Linked DNA regions of Danio rerio: region 2 is linked to region 1. The links are chromatin contacts, called in public Micro-C maps. All regions are on one chromosome and are shown on one strand. The core of a region is the stretch at or near the end of the contact, and the rest is flanking DNA. Distances in the headings are between cores, read along the strand shown.

What was found. Hi-C and Micro-C count contacts between places; a contact is called where the count stands out from the background.
Region 2: a contact with region 1 is called in a Micro-C map of caudal fin, with 6 times the contacts expected there. The contact joins the promoter of trhde.1 here to the enhancer-like site in region 1. A contact is called at or near these places in 2 of 18 Hi-C or Micro-C datasets (caudal fin and an unstated tissue).

Annotation. Positions count from the first base shown.
Region 1 is chr4:23,742,377-23,745,672 of GRCz12tu, reverse strand. No RefSeq gene overlaps it. Among named protein-coding and RNA genes, the nearest start is that of mdm2, 17 kb to the right of the region's middle. Within about 2 kb of position 1,707, at least 4 of the 62 cell types and tissues checked have an H3K27ac peak or open chromatin away from gene starts, as enhancers often do.
Region 2 is chr4:23,810,814-23,813,906 of GRCz12tu, reverse strand. It overlaps trhde.1 (thyrotropin releasing hormone degrading enzyme, tandem duplicate 1), which reads right to left and starts at 1,787. Exons shown (of 20, transcript XM_073947198.1): 1 at 1,757-1,787; 2 at 893-925.

The DNA.
Region 1 (3,296 bases), core at 458-2,957:
AAGAAAATACAGCCAGAGAGGGCCAATCCAGAATGCAGATTTTTTTCTGGAAGTCAAAGCAGTAGAGGTTGCACAACTATTGTGGTAATCCCACCCACTTTAAGCAGCACTAAACTGTACAGAAAATGTAAACTAAGTCAAGCAACACCAAAGTGAGCCGAAGTTGAAATATAAAGTATCTCACATGGGGAAAGAGGCTTTAAGTGCGTTTTTCAGGTAAAGGTCTCTGCTGCAGGCCTATGTTGGAATCCCACTTCTGGCAAAAGCAAATCTTTGGCCAGTTATGATCTGATGGTTTAAGACGCAAACTACTGGTCCAAAGGAAACAGGTTTGAGTCTTGACACCAATAGGGATTGTAGGCAGGAGGAGTAAATGTACTAGTATTCATCCTCAATACCTCTACTGAGTTAAGACCCCTGAGCACCAACCCCCCAACTGCTTTATATTTTTGTACTGGCTGCTTAAGTTTCAGTCATACCTCCTATCTCCACTCGCTCCTTGAAGTCTTCAACCTCTTCAGAAGCTTTTGGACGATAGGTGAGTGCCATCTTGTGGTACTATCTCAGAGAGACTCTTACTTTCCAAAACTTTTCATTCACTGTTTCTCACTGGTGGAATGATCTAACCCAAGTGTGCCCAATTTCGGTCCTGGAGGGCTGACGTCCTGCAGAGTTTAGCTTCAGCTTGCTTCAACACACCTGCCAGGAAGTTTCTAGTAAGTGCTTGTTCAGCTGTCTCTAATTGGGTTCAAACTAAACTCTGAAGGTCAGGACTATTGCCGCAGTCACATTACAGTTTGTGCTTGCGAAATTCTGTCGAACTGCACTGCGGAAAAGGGCGGTATTAAACAAGATTTTTAGACATTTAGATTTTTAGGCGATTGGTCCATATTTAAAATTTCTGTCCAGAGAGGTCATGTTTTGATCTTTGATTGGTCTCATGCAGTCATAAGATGCGATTTCGCTGGTCAAAGTTCACCAAGCTTAAACTTCCTTATGCAGCGAACTGCGAAATTTGTCGCACAAACTTGCATTTCCGGTCTGCCACATTTGCGTGCGTATGAATGGAAGTCTATGGGGCGGTAAGTGCAGTGTGACGGCAGCTTAAGTTTGGACACCTCTGATCTAACCAATTTCATGTGGACTGATGAATGACAATGTTCAAAACTAATCTTTTCTGTAAGACCTTCACTATATTCTTACAACCAAAAAAAAAAAAAAAAAAGTCGATATCTCCTTCATTTGTAAATTGCTTTGTATAAAATGGCATGGTAAATGACTACAAGTAAATGTAACGTAGAGATCCCGTGTGTACTTTGTCCACTCAAACTAAAGCTTTGGTACCAGCAATACAATGGTACTAGTTGTACAACGGCCTCTCATTAGTTGACCACGAAAAAGGCCTTACATTAAAAGCATCTGCAGGGTAAAAAAATAATAATGCATAATGGCGAACACACCAAACTGATGCAGAAATGATGTAAATGATGAGAGCTGTTGGCATGCTGCAGGCTAGCACCTCACATGTCAGTGTTGCCAGAAAACAGCATATAAACAGCTTTACTGTCTGTGTCCTCACTGTATTCAACGCTTTAGCTGACAAACAGGACAAATGACTGTCCAGGATCGGGTTGTACATGAATGACTGCACCAAAACACAGCCGACACTGCAGGCTTATCTAGAGATGTGACCCCCTCTGCCTGCCCGTGGTCAAGAAGTTCATCTGAAACGTCTGCAGGAACGCGATAACCGCGGATTTAGACGCTCGGTGGCACGTGTAGTTCTGTCATGCAAGATACTGACGGCTGGCTGTTCAACATTCACAAAGCATTATTTTCCTGTTGATTTGTTGTTGTGCTGTTTTGTTTTCCCATTTTTTGTCCCTGTGACAAGTGCCATGAATTTTCCTCCAGGGATAAATAAAGAATGTCTGTCTGTTTTTCTTTATAGTCATTTTAACAACAAAGGCTTTATTTCAGCCCGATTACTGTGGGATTTTATTGTGTATCATAACTGTGCCAATGTTATATATACAGTGAATAAAAAGTTATCCTTGCAGGAGAATATACTGCAAATGGATTGTACACTAGTTAAATTTATAATCGGGGTGCGTTTCAGATATGAGTTATAAATTAAAAATTAGCTTTTGATTATAAAGAAAAAAAAAATTCTTCCCAATTTTCCAGCACAGTTAGTTTTAGTTATAGGGATTAAGGATTTGCTTTCCCAATATGTTTAGAGGAACAGAGAGATTAGACATTTCATTTCAGCATTAGCAACACACACGCACACACACTCACACATATTTCCTCATTCCATGCAACAGCAACGTTAGCAGGAAACTCATATTATTGTTGGTGGTTTTTATAATCAGTTGATTATATTATTTGCAACAGTTTATAACTGATCATATGTAATCTGAATTATGCAATCATATTCCAAAAAACCTCAGAAATTCTGTAAAAATGAGATTGCATTTTTTTGGATTACAAGATTACAAGTTGTTGACACAATGGTGGTAAATAATTTAAATTTTATTCATTTTCCTCATTTTCTTATAAGCTTCCTTAATAATAATCGTATTGTTTATATTTCAAGCAGTACTTCATCCAATTAAACATTTACCTTTCAATTCAGTTTAATATTATTTGTTTTATTTTTCAAGTAATATACTTTAAGTTCAAAACATAGTTAAATATAAATGTGTTTGATCAAGAGCTCAACTAAGAAATATTTGTTTTGACCAATGTAAAATATTAATGTTACTTACACAGTAACGACCCATAGCACTACAGCCAGGTGCATCATGGGAAATGGTTTAGAGTAAGACTGTGTCCGAAGTCGCATACTTCCATACAATATAGAAGGCTAAAATCAGTATGCGAACTGAGTATATCTGAATTCATAGAATTTGAAAAGCAGTGTGCAAGATACCCGAATGACGTGCTACTTTCGTGAGATTCCAAAGTGTGTATACAATGGACACTACGCTATCCCATGATGCTCCTTGAAATAATTCATGAATGGGAGTGGGAAAGGTCAAGGAGTATGCTTAAATTTAAATGCAGTACCTACTAAGTAGTAGGCGGTTTCGGACGCAGCCTTAGTTCATGTGTCATATTAGTTATTGTTATAAAATAGGGCTGTTTTGTTATAAAGTGAAGTTTATTTATAAACTAATTTCGAGGATCACGTGCTTATGATTTATCACAGCTGATCTCGTATTAGCTAATCATGATCTTCCAATCATATGATTCCTAAGTTAGTATAAATAACCACAGTCTTCATTCTACTT
Region 2 (3,093 bases), core at 538-3,037, 68 kb before region 1:
AAGTGTGAATCATCTCAGACTGGTTTCTTGAACATGACAATGAGTTCACTGTATTCACTGGCCTCCACTGTCACCAGCTTTCAATACAAAAGAGCATCTTTGGGATGTGGTGGAATGGGAGATTTGTATCATGGATGTGCAGCCGACAAATCTGCAGCAACTGCATGATGCTATCATGTCAATATGAACTAAAAATCTCTGAGGAATATCTCCAGTACCTTGTTGAATCTATGCCACAAAGGATTATTGCGGTTCTGAGGGTAAAAGGTGGTCCAACCCGGTGATAGTAAGGTGTACCTAATAAAGTGGCCGTGGGTGTATATTGAACACTGAACATTTTTGACAATATTGAAATACCCAATGTTTGTATTTTTGAGCAGGAAATGTATCCAAATTAACAATAACTACTTTGTTGTTATTTGTACACAGAAATTTTGCATCTGTGTTTGTGTTGCAAATTCATGGTTGAATTGTGTATACTTATAGCCAATAACCATTGTATACTGTAACCAGTATTTTATTTTATTGTAGTATTTGTTTTCCAAAAGAGCTGATTCTGAAGACCTCGATTGGCTGATTTAGATGTTACATGAAAGGTCAGTAAGTCTCCAGAAGCAAGGTAGAAGATAACATCTTTTCGCAATTGTGGTTTATGTCAAGGAAATATAATAGTTTTGTTTCATACAATCATCATGCTGAACATCATGTCAGTATTTGCACTAGTGATTTCCTATACATAGAAGATATTTAATACGGGAAGTCTAGTCTAGTATAATCTATATCAGAAAAAACAATAAATCAGGAATATGAAATCTGTACAGACACATGAGCTATACTGCACCACAGCTTAATCATGTTTTCTCCTTTACAACATTATATATTATTTACTCACTCTCATGTGGACGACTGGATGGCTTTCTTTCATCTGTGGGACAAAATACAAATATATTTAGGGAAAGTATAAAGTGATAAAATGTTGATTTTATGGGCCTATATGAAAATAAACAGTATTTGTAAGGTATGTTTTGATGCTGGTTTGCAGGTTCTTTGCTGGCCATGACCAGCAAGAACCATCATGAACCAGCAAACTAGCATACCAGCAAGCTGTTGTTTTGTTATTGTTAATTTACCACAACTTGAATAATGTGACGAGACATCCTCATTCTGTGGACAGTCACGGTTTTTGATGTCCTGTTTCTGACTGGAGATGTTTCCTTAAACGTCCCCTTTTTACAGCTTACAAACACACTAAAAAAGCTTGACTAATGCTGCTGCTTGACTAGTCAGGTACCAAAGCAATTGTGACGTCTAGTGTTTTTTTTCACCAGCAGGGGTCGTGCCTTAGCGAGCTACATTGGTTTAGTTTAGTTTTCGCGCCTCTTCTGGAGAAGAGGGCATATGCCGAGCTAGTATTGTTCCCATACTGATAAACTTCCGGTGACCTGTTATTGTGAGTTTTTTCCATTTTATACGGTTCCTTTTACACCACCGGTGTTCTAATGTCAATAAAATACAACCAGTTAAATAAACATCAGCATTCATTTAGTTGTTTCAGCGTAAAATGAAACGAAAAGCCGTTTACTCGCACTCGCGCAAAAACTCTTTGAATATAGTGGGGTAAAATAAATGCTCTCATTATAAAGACATGGCGGGGTAAAATTTAATTTAACGCAGTGCTTTTTGTACAATCTGAGACCCACTTTATATCGGATATCATTCAGCCAGTGGAGATCGATGATTTTTAAAGAAAACAGACCTTAAAAGCGCCGATTTACTTCACCGGAAACGCTTAACCCAGGTTACTGGCAAATTAAAAGTTCTAGGAATGACACGTGATTACCAGTTGTCAAAAGAGACACGTTACCAGTTTAAAGGTAGTTACATATTTAAATATTTATGTTTGTTTTAAAGTTACAGTGTTTGTATGTACGGTAAGACAACATGAACACAGCATGGGGAATTGTTAGCACGTATTTCTGGAAAACATTATATATATATATATATATATATATATATATATATATATATATATATATATATATATATATATATATATATATATATATATACATTTTCTTGTTTTAGTCCCTTTATTAATCCGGGGGCACCACAGCGGAATGAACTGGCAACTTATCCAGCAAGTTTTTACATATACATACATATTACATATATATTTTACATTATACATACGGGATTGGCCATCTGGCAATTCTGGCAAATGCCAGAAGGGCCGGACCATTTTTAAATGTGGGCCGGTCAGTTTTTTAAATTTTATTTTTACATTTATTTTATATCTATATGCATTGTTTTTACATGCAGGCAGCTTTTATCTCTTGCAAGATGTAAATATTATGATGATTATGATCATGATGATGATGATGATAATAATAGTAATAATAATAATAAATGTTAAGCATTTGGCTCAATTGGCAACGGCTGGCTGGTTTCGAGATGGGCTGACCCAATCAGAGATTATATGGACGTCATCAAAATCTTGCAAGAATGCCAAGCAAACAGTAAGTGCAAAACAAGCTACTTGTCAGAGATGGACTGTAAAAAAGGAGAGGCGATGCCGAGAAGCTCAGAAAAAGCAAACAATTGGCTCTAAAATCAGATGCTGCGAAATGCTTAAAATTAACTCAAATGTTTTATGTGTATGGGTGTTTCCCAGTGATGGGTTGCAGCTGGAAGGGCATCTGCTGCATGAAACATATGCTGGATTAATTGGCAGTTCATTCTGTTGATGAATGTATGTATAAATTTGTTATGAATGGGTTGATTTTGTTCCAGTCACATACATTAAATGTCTAAATATATATTACATATGGTGCTGCTTATATTTGTTCACCATCTGTACACTAATATAAATGTTGTATGTCCGTGTCCATGGGTGGGGCTATGTCAGTGTGATAAATTTATATATATATATATATATATAAACACTGTAGCTAAGATTTGAACATTTTAAATTTACATTAGGCATTAATTTACCTAACATAGGTTGTGAAAACCAAACATCAAAACAGTGTAATTATGCAAGTTCAGGTCAACAACTAATACTAACAAAACAAAAGACTATTAAAACTACATATC